Linked DNA regions of Sus scrofa: region 2 is linked to region 1. A link is a contact called in public Hi-C data. All regions are on one chromosome and are shown on one strand. The core of a region is the stretch at or near the end of the contact, and the rest is flanking DNA. Distances in the headings are between cores, read along the strand shown.

Region 1 (4,528 bases), core at 138-2,637:
GACAGCTTCTGGGTTCCTCTCCGTTGTCACGCCCTCGGTCCCCCTTCCGCAGGCTCCTTCTCGCTCCTCACGTCCGGGTTCCACCGCAGGCAGGCAAAACTCCTGCCGCTTCGGCTGGCCCGGCTGTAAACTGAGAGCACCCCTCCCGCTCGAGCCGGGGGCACGCCAGCTGGCCCCGCCGCTGGGCAGCTCTTCCACCATCCGCTGCTTGAAAAGGGCGAGAACCCGCCACGGGGATGTGAAGGCGCCGGCTGCCCCCACGCCCGCGGGGCCTTGTCAGCGACCAGCACTAAGCCACCAGGACCAGCCTGAGGGCTGGGACATGACGGCGTCGCCCACGAGCACGCCGTCCCCGGCCGGCCCCTCTTCGGCAGCAAAAGCCCACAGAGACCACTTACCTTGTATGACGTGCTCTGGCGAGATGGTCTTCTTTTCCGATTTGTTGCAAATCTCATTGGCTTCAGAAGATACAAGGTGAATGAATTCAGTGCAGCAGTTCACCACCAGCTCCCGGGCATCGTTGGCCACCCGGACATTGGGCAGAGTCTCTTTGATCATCTTATTAATAGCAGCTCTGGGTATAGTGAGATCATCGTCGTTGCCAGATGAGGAGGCCATCGTACCTTCCTACCTCTCGTGCCCCGACTTGTAAAAAACTCCCCAGCTCTGGTCCACACTCCACGAAGCTTCTTTCAAAAGGGCGCCTCGGAGAGTGAGCCCGGCGGCGCTCTGAGAATAGGGTGCAGGAGATAAAGGGGGGGTCAAGAGGGCAAGAAACACCCGCGTGCGTGAGATTCAGGGCGAGGCTGGGAACAAAGTTGGGGGCTGAGGATCCTGGGGACAGCACCGCCCAGGTCAGCGAGGGAAAGCAAGGTGGTGCGGAAATCTAAGCCCGGAGAACCACCTTCGTGCCTCCTCAGAGGGGCGTGCGCTGTCGCCTAACCGGTCCCCAACGGCGCCGGAGCAGAGGCAAGGTCCAGGGGCACTGGCCTGGCCGCGGTACCGGGCGGACACCCAGCGGGCCGGGCTCTACAGAGCCGGAGCCCCCGCTGCCGCCGCCAGCAGCCGCTGCCGCTGCCTCGGCCAAACCATCCTTCAGACACCGGCGCCGCCGCCTCACAACATGTCGGCCGCGGCCGCTGCTGGAACCCGGGCGGCCGCCGGGGAACGAAGACGGACAGAGCCGGCACAGGCGAGCGGCAGGGGCGGCCGCTGTGGCCGTTCAGCCCGAACGCAGACCGTGGAAGCCGAAGACGCGGTAACGGTGGTCCCTCCAGAGGCCACAGAAGAAGGTTTGCTGGAAGTCTCTCCCGATACCCTTTGCGCTACCGGAAGTCTCGCCCCCACACGTTTTCCCCCCCTCCAGCCCGACTTCCGGGTGTGGCTGCAGCCCTTCCCCCACCCGCGCCGGCGGGAACCGCCCGTCCTCCCCGCCAGCTGCTTCCGCTTTCCGTGGTCCCGGCACGCGCCTTGGGGTCCCGCCCCTTCCCGGGGCCGTAGCGGCCGGGCGCGCGCCCCGCGGTACCGGAGCGCCCCGGCAGGCGTCGGACGCGGGCCGGGGTGGCTGCGTGGACTGGCGAAGATGGAAAGCCGCCTCTGCCCTCTCAACCCGCTGAGGCTCGGAACCCATTCCTAGCCAAGTTTGCAGACAAAGGGGCGCTGGATTTCGTTTAAAGAATTCTAGTTGCTCATCCTAAAGCGCCCGAATTGAGATTGAAAGGAAGAGGAAGGAGGCCTGGGCTCGGCCGTGCAGTATGGGGGAAGTAGAACCCGGTGTGTCTGTATCGTCCACAGGAAGACGCTTTGGATAGTACCTCATAGACGTTATTCGGGTGGAAACTCGGGCGCCCCACCCATTTTCTGGTTTTATGGGAAACATTCAGAAAAGTGACTTTCCCTCGCGGTCACTGCTAATACCTAAACTGGAAACTAGAAATAAGATCCATCGTAGTGGAAACGCCTAGTCTACAATGAGCCAGATTAGAAGGTTCCGATTTAGACATTTTGGATTTCGATGAAGCGAAAAAGAGTGGGCTCTGATTTTTTTTTTTTTTTTGCAAACGTGTATCAAGTTCTTAAGAAAAATTGCACAAGAAATAGCAACAACAGACAAAAAGACCAAAAAAAAAAAAAAAAAAAAAAAAAAGGAGTTCCCGTCGTGGCGCAGTGGTTAACGAATCCGACTAGGAACCATGAGGTTGCGGGTTCGGTCCCTGCCCTTGCTCAGTGGGTTAACGATCTGGCGTTGCCGTGCGCTGTGGTGTAGGTTGCAGACGCGGCTCGGATCCCGCGTTGCTGTGTCTCTGGCGTAGGCCGGTGGCTACAGCTCCGGTTCGACCCCTAGCCTGGGAACCTCCATATGCCGCGGGAGCGGCCCAAGAAATAGCAACAACAACAAAAAGACCAAAAAAAAAAAAAAAAAAAGAAAAATTGCATTATTTCTAAAAGCTAAGTTTGCCATACTGTCATTTTGAAGAAGCAGACTATATTATAAATAGGGAGGTGCAATTTCTAAAAGGCAAACCAGATACCGTTTACATGAGTTTGGGCACTTTAGTTAATCAGCTAAATTGTTCTTAGATTGGACAGCAACTGGCTTGTTTGAAATGTTTTCTTAAAACCTTTTGGTGTATGATCCTAGGTGTAGCACTTTAGGAGACCTTAATTACATTTTTAAAAAAATTTTTCATTTAGCATTTTCGCCAGTACACTTGCAGGTTTTTTAATTTCTGGAGTTTAGACCCTTTTTCTCAGTGTTACTAAGTTTAGTCGAAACAAAATTTATTTGATAAAGTTTTTCTTTAAAGTGGGAATGTGAAACTCTTGGCTCAGATGTTGGCTATTAAGTATTTTTGTACGTCAAGGTACTGTTGCATTAAAGGGTTTTATTGCCTAAATTTATCTTGGGCTTACCAAGTTTGCAAGCCTGAAAAAGCTAGCTAGCAAAAAAGGTCCCCGAAATGATCACATTGTCACTGACCCAAAACTTAATATTCTTGAAAAAAATGTAATAATGATAATTTTGCCTTTTCATATAACATTTGTGCTACATAGGCTTGTAGGGTTATGATACATAAAGCAGTAGAGCACACATGTTGTTACTCCAGTAATTTATTACTACAGAGTTCTGTGGTAAAAGAAGCAAGAAATGTGTAGTAAAGAAACAGGTTCCAGTCCCAGTTTTTTGTAACTTTAGGCAGGCCACCTTCCAAGTCTCCTTTTTCCTCAACCAGAAATGGAAATATTACATAACTCAGAAGACACAAAGTCGAATGAGACTGTATGTAAAAGCACCTTTAACATTATGAATTATTATATAAATGATGGGGTATGGCTGTCATCTTTACCAGGTCTGGGTAGTCTTCAGCCACTGATAACCCATACGTAGTATGGCTGAGGGAAATTTTAAATATAAATAGCAGAGAAATATGTTAATCTGGAGCCCACATTTAAACACTTATAGAACAGTAGATCCCTATTATAAATAGACTTTTGAAAAGACAAGGATAGCATCTCTTTAATAAGCTTTAAGGGTTTTAGAATGCTTGTATATGAAACATGTTTTTCATGGTATCCCAAAATTCATGATATGAACAGAAACAAAATAGAGCTGTTTCTTAGGATGAGTTAGGCTAACTCTGTAGTAATCTTAAGATGTGTTAATTTGTAGATGCCCAAACTTTCAGCTAAAATTGCTGACAATAATCTTATACCATTTGTAATTTGGAGGTTAAATGTTTGAAAAAGCAAACAAGTACTTCCCATTATGCTCATTTGTTATTACTAACCTGATCGTACCCAAGTACTTTCACCTGTATTATCTCATTTAATCCTCAAGAGCAACCGTATTTTAATCTCTACAGATTAAGGTGCTGATTTAATCTCTACCGATAAGGAAAGTGAAACGATAAAGCTAAATTACTTCCCTGAACTCAGTATAACAGTGGGGATAGGCTGGATTATATTGCAAGAGCAAATAACCCCCAAATCTCAAAAGGTTTATGTTAATGGGTTCATCATGGGTCAGCAAGAAGACTTACCACATGGTTATGCCTCAAAAATCCATTGGCGCTGTTGAGAAGTAATGAAGGAGCTTTAAAATACAGACTTTTGACTATATTTTGAGGTGGAGAGAAAATAAACTGTCTTCAAAGTAACAACATGAAGTTGTGGAGGCAGAAATTGTTCTGGAAACAGGAGATGGCCGTAATTGACATAAAGCATTTGTGTTGTACAACAGCTCAAGAAAAGTGAGATGGCCAAATGGGTGAGGCAGTGGAACTCACGAACAGAGGCCTAGAGGGTGAGGAGAGAGAAGCCAGTCAGTTGGAACAAGGGCCTTGGAAATAAGCAGAGAAGCTCTAGAGCCTCAAATGCTCGTGCCAGAGAGCCCCCCAAATACCTGGATCGCTAGAGTGTCAGTGTATTCTGCTTCTGCAAAAGACAGAGGGCTTCCATGAAACAGTTTCCTGTGCTTGTTTACTTCCTAAATCCTCCTTTTGTTCTATACAACTTGAAAGAGTTCAGC
Region 2 (4,460 bases), core at 1,680-4,179, 170 kb after region 1:
GATTCCATTTCTTAAAAAAAGAAATCAATTTCTTGTACCGTGCCTGAAAGAATCTGTGGTGTCAGTTAAAATATTCTCACACTAATAAAACTTAACTCATTTTTCTATTTCAAATGTTGCAAAATATTTCATGGTAATTTAAAACAAAGTAAAACCAAACACCTAGCAACAATCAATGTCTCTATAGTGTAAAGCAATAATGGAGAATTCAATAAAATTTCAATGAATCAATTTTTCATTATAGCTCGGGTCTAGTGATCATAGTTGCCCTTTTCTAAGCACCTTTAACCTTTCTAACATTTGTGTAAACCAAGTATTTTTATTCCATGTTAAAGATAAAGAAACTAAGAAGGAAACAAATAACTTGTTCAGGGTCACACAAAGTGTAAATGGTGGAACCAAGATTTGAACCCAGGTCCAAAGATCTTTAAATTATTCTTATTAAATTCTTTTCATTTTATTACACATTAATTCCAATATAAACTGATAGAACATACATAATCAGGTTACAAATTCTATACATCTGACAAGACTGATATCACTACAGTCATTCACATTTTCTTAAAGGTAATTACCAGATAAAGGTTACCCCCTTTTCCCATTTTCTATGGCTATAAAATTTAAAAACCACACACTCATATTCACATCACAACCAGAGATCAAAATGGCATGTAGCGGGCTAACTCATAGAAACATATAAAGATAAGCTTTTGTTTCAACTGATGTTATCTCTAGGGTTGTGAAATTCCCTACTAAGTACTTGTGCACATAAAATGTGCAATAAAGTACCACATGTTATTGTTAATAATTAACGTGTAGTTATTGTGTATTAAAACATATCATTAATAATAATACAATTAAGATGAAAGTTTGATAATCTCTACTACTCCTATACATCTTTTTGCATAATCTTAAAATTACATTTCTCTTTCAGATCCCATTTACCTTTGTCATTGAAGCATCTCTTTCATCACCCTTCTAGAATTCTGACCACATCTCAAGCTCCAAAAGGTTAGGAGTCCTCTGTTATCTTGTGCAGGACTCTAAGGTGCTTAGACAAACTCAGTATTTTCAGGGAATAAATAAATGATGATCACCAAAGTGTCCTTCCTTCCCCTAACCTAGCTGAAATAATACGACAAATTGTTCCTCATTCAAAATTTCTGAGATGTAGGGAGGAAGATTAAAAAGAAAACTCTCACCTTATTAGAGGGAACTGTGGCAGAAACTTAAATGAACTGCTATTATAATCTTAGCAGAGAAAATGTTTCTCTCCTCTTTCCTCTTTGGTTTCCACAAATTTGCTTCCGCTTAAACAGACGCTCCCAAACAAAAGTCAATGGATCAGGTCCCCATGCTGCTTTTTCTTTTCAATATCTCTAGTTCCCTACAGGATAGTGAAGGTAAAAAGGGTAAAGAAAATTTGGGCAAATTCTACAATGCTATTCGATTTTATGTTTCAACTAAGTCAGGTTTATGTCCAACATCTTGTATACATTTTAATGTAAGAATTCTCTAACCCTTCTGAAGTTATCAATGAAAACGTCTGAAGTTCAAATATATTTTCGTTTTCAGACTGAGCTCTCTATTGTCTTCAAATAAAGCGTCTGCCCCCCTTCAAGTCTATCTTGGAAAAGCACATCATGCTACCTCCAGGCCTTGACGCCTTTCGGCCCAAATAACGGTGCGTTTGTGGCTATATCCACGCACACCCACGGCCCCGAAGCACAAGTGTTCACTTCACTCCCGGGATGTAAAACCAGAGACTGGGGTCGAAAAGGCTTCCCCGTTTTGCAAGGGGGCCGTGACCCGAGAGGGCACCGTGCTGTGACAAGAACGCTCAATCTGACACAAACGCGTCCTTCGTTCATCTGGAACAAGCGGAGGAAAACTCGACAGCTTGCTTTTCCATCTCTCTTCACCTAAAACACAACCCTGCAGAGCAGCAGCTCAAGCGCAAGGGCGAGGCCCAGGAGAAGCGCCTCAGGGGACCAGAGGGGAAGGAACACAACCCCCTCCGGCAGGCCGCTCGCCACCCAAGCCGCAGTTGGGAGACCCACCGACGCCGGCGCACCCGTCTGCGCTCGGAAACCTCGCCCCTCTCCCGGACCCAGAGCGTGGAACCCCCGACACTGCACGCGGGACACCAGCGAACCCCGGCGGCGTCGCGTTCGAACCGCCGCGGGAGCCGTTGGCGACGCCCCGCCGCAGCCCCGCCCCCGCGCGGGCCCCGAGGCCTGTCGGGAATTGTGGTCTGCGAGCGAGGCCGAGCTCGCTCCCTGAACTACATTTCCCACAGCTACCGCCACGACGCCCATTGGTGTGAGGGCAGCCATGGGAGGCTGCGGTCTTCTGGGAGTCAAGCGGGCCGCGCTCCCGCGGGGCTGGAGGCGCCGAGACCGAGGAGGGTGTGGAAAAGGACTGCTGGCCCCGCCCTCAGCGCCTACGCTCCCCAGGCCGGCGCTTCCTCGTCCGAGGAGCACGCCTCCACCGCGGCCGGCTCCCGGACCTCCTTCAGGCTCCAGCTTTCCCCGCCGCCCACGAGGAGCCCGGGGAGGCGAAGCGGGGCGCAGGCGTCACTAGCCCACCCTTCCCACGCCTCTTCCGGCCCGAGACCGCCCCGGCAGGCATGGGCGACAAGATCCGGCTGCCCTTCCCGGGGGTCCTCTGGGCCGCTCTGCTGCTGCCCGCGGCGGCCGGCTTCACGCCCTCCTTGGACAGCGACTTCACGTTCACCCTTCCCGCCGGCCAGAAGGAGTGTTTCTACCAGCCCATGCCCCTGAAGGCCTCGCTGGAGATCGAGTACCAAGTAGGTGCAGAGGGCAGCCAGCCTCCTTCCGTTCGCCCCGCCGCACGTCGTCGCCTCTCACCGGCGTAGGAAGCCGGGGAGCCGCGGGGGGTGAGGCGAGGGCCGCGGGGGGAGCCGGGCAGCTCTGCGCAGGCGCGGAGGCGAGGTCCTGGCCGCGCCGGGGACCGGGAAGTTAGGCGGGACCTAGAATCGACTCCCGCCCTCTCCCCTTTCCTCCGGTCGGAAGGAGGCCAGCCCCGGTGATGTCGGCGGTTTTTCTTTGTGTTTTATAATTCACCTGAGGTTTTTCTAGCCAGTACACGCTCCAGTACGGCGGATTTCACAATACAGGTCTAATACACGTTCTTCTTAATCATTGGACGAGACGATGACACTTTTTTAATCACTTCCACCATCCTCACCCAAATCCGGCTTTGTGAGTCTACGCTGTCATTACTTCTTCAAGGATTTTTGAATTGTGACCCTGTGATTTTTCACTAAATCTTATTTGAGGATATTTTGAAAGGAGTTACTGATGTGTTTAATGGTACATTGCCTTCTCCGTTATATAACCATCATTTAAAAACCAAATAGGATCTAATTGTTTATTAGAACTTTATAACTTTTCGTCAGCATTCTAAGCGTTTCTCCCATATTGTTTTCTTTTTAGTGTCTACATAATGTTACAGGGAGTTACCTTAATCTATGTAGTCATTCTGGTAGAGGGTACTTTCTTAGGAGAAATCTTGTTAGCTCCAGTACAGCTGATTTCGATGTTTCTAGGTAGCACTGGAAAAAAAAAAACAAAAAAAAAAAACAGCAGCCTTGGTGTAGTTCATCTTTCAATTTTTATACAGGCTACCTAATTTTTAATGTTAATTTTCTATGGTTGATATAGAGAATCTTTCAGTAACAGATATTGTCACATGTAGAGTTTTTAAAAGTTATTTAGAATTTTCATCAGAAGGAACTTTAGAATTAGATTATTTATATATAGATGTATAAGGTAGGCATAGAGAGTAAAGTATCTAAAGTCACATAGTTAGCAAAACGGGCTGGAACTCAACATTTCTTGATTTCCAGTCCAGTTGAAAAGTTAATTTACTGAACTTTACATGTTACCCTGTGCCAGTAACGAGTGAATGGAGGCACGGACACAGGGGAGGGGACAAAAGAAAGATCCCTTTTCAAGGATCTTAATATTTAAGGGTTACTGGTTCATAAACAAGTAGTATCAATAAGGTATGGTATAGCTGCTGTGGGAGGAGGGCTTCTTCTCTGGGGTTTCAGAAAAGGTTTCCTGAAGAAGAATAAATTTGAATTTAGAAAGATGCTTAAGTGAAGCAGGAATGCAAGAAAGAAGGGGCATTTCAAGAAAAGGAACAGAAGGAAGAGAGAGTTCTGAAAATGCATAGTGTGAGTGTTTTAGCAGTGGGCAATATGTAGTGGACACTACAAGTGTTGAGTTTTTGTTGGACCTTTAAGACTGTAAAGTCTAGGGTGGGAGTAGAAGAAAAAGGTTGAAGAGGTTAGGAGGCTAGATCATGGCTCATAAATCTTAAGCTTGTGCACCATACTAAGTAGCTTTGACCTTGTTCTACATAAGGGCCATTGAGGATTAGGCAGCGTGCTAACAGTAAAAAATGTTTTACAGTTGGAGGATAGATTTAAG

The links. A called contact is a pair of places that touch in the nucleus more often than the background predicts.
Region 2: a Hi-C map of skeletal muscle shows a contact between it and region 1, with 6 times the contacts expected there. The contact joins the promoter of CCDC18 here to the promoter of DR1 in region 1. A contact is called at or near these places in 3 of 47 Hi-C or Micro-C datasets (liver, retroperitoneal adipose tissue and skeletal muscle).

The regions. Positions count from the first base shown.
Region 1 is chr4:123,834,488-123,839,015 of Sscrofa11.1, forward strand. It overlaps DR1 (protein Dr1), which reads right to left and starts at 1,388. Exons shown (of 3, transcript XM_001928479.5): 1 at 399-1,388. The coding sequence starts at 618. It overlaps CCDC18 (coiled-coil domain-containing protein 18), which reads right to left. Exons shown (of 32, transcript XM_021090190.1): 32 at 3,094-4,296.
Region 2 is chr4:124,007,362-124,011,821 of Sscrofa11.1, forward strand. CCDC18 (coiled-coil domain-containing protein 18) reads right to left here and starts at 2,930. Exons shown (of 32, transcript XM_021090190.1): 1 at 2,807-2,930; 2 at 1,203-1,387; 3 at 1-10. The coding sequence starts at 8. It overlaps TMED5 (transmembrane p24 trafficking protein 5), which reads left to right and starts at 2,464. Exons shown (of 4, transcript NM_001243695.1): 1 at 2,464-2,809. The coding sequence starts at 2,630.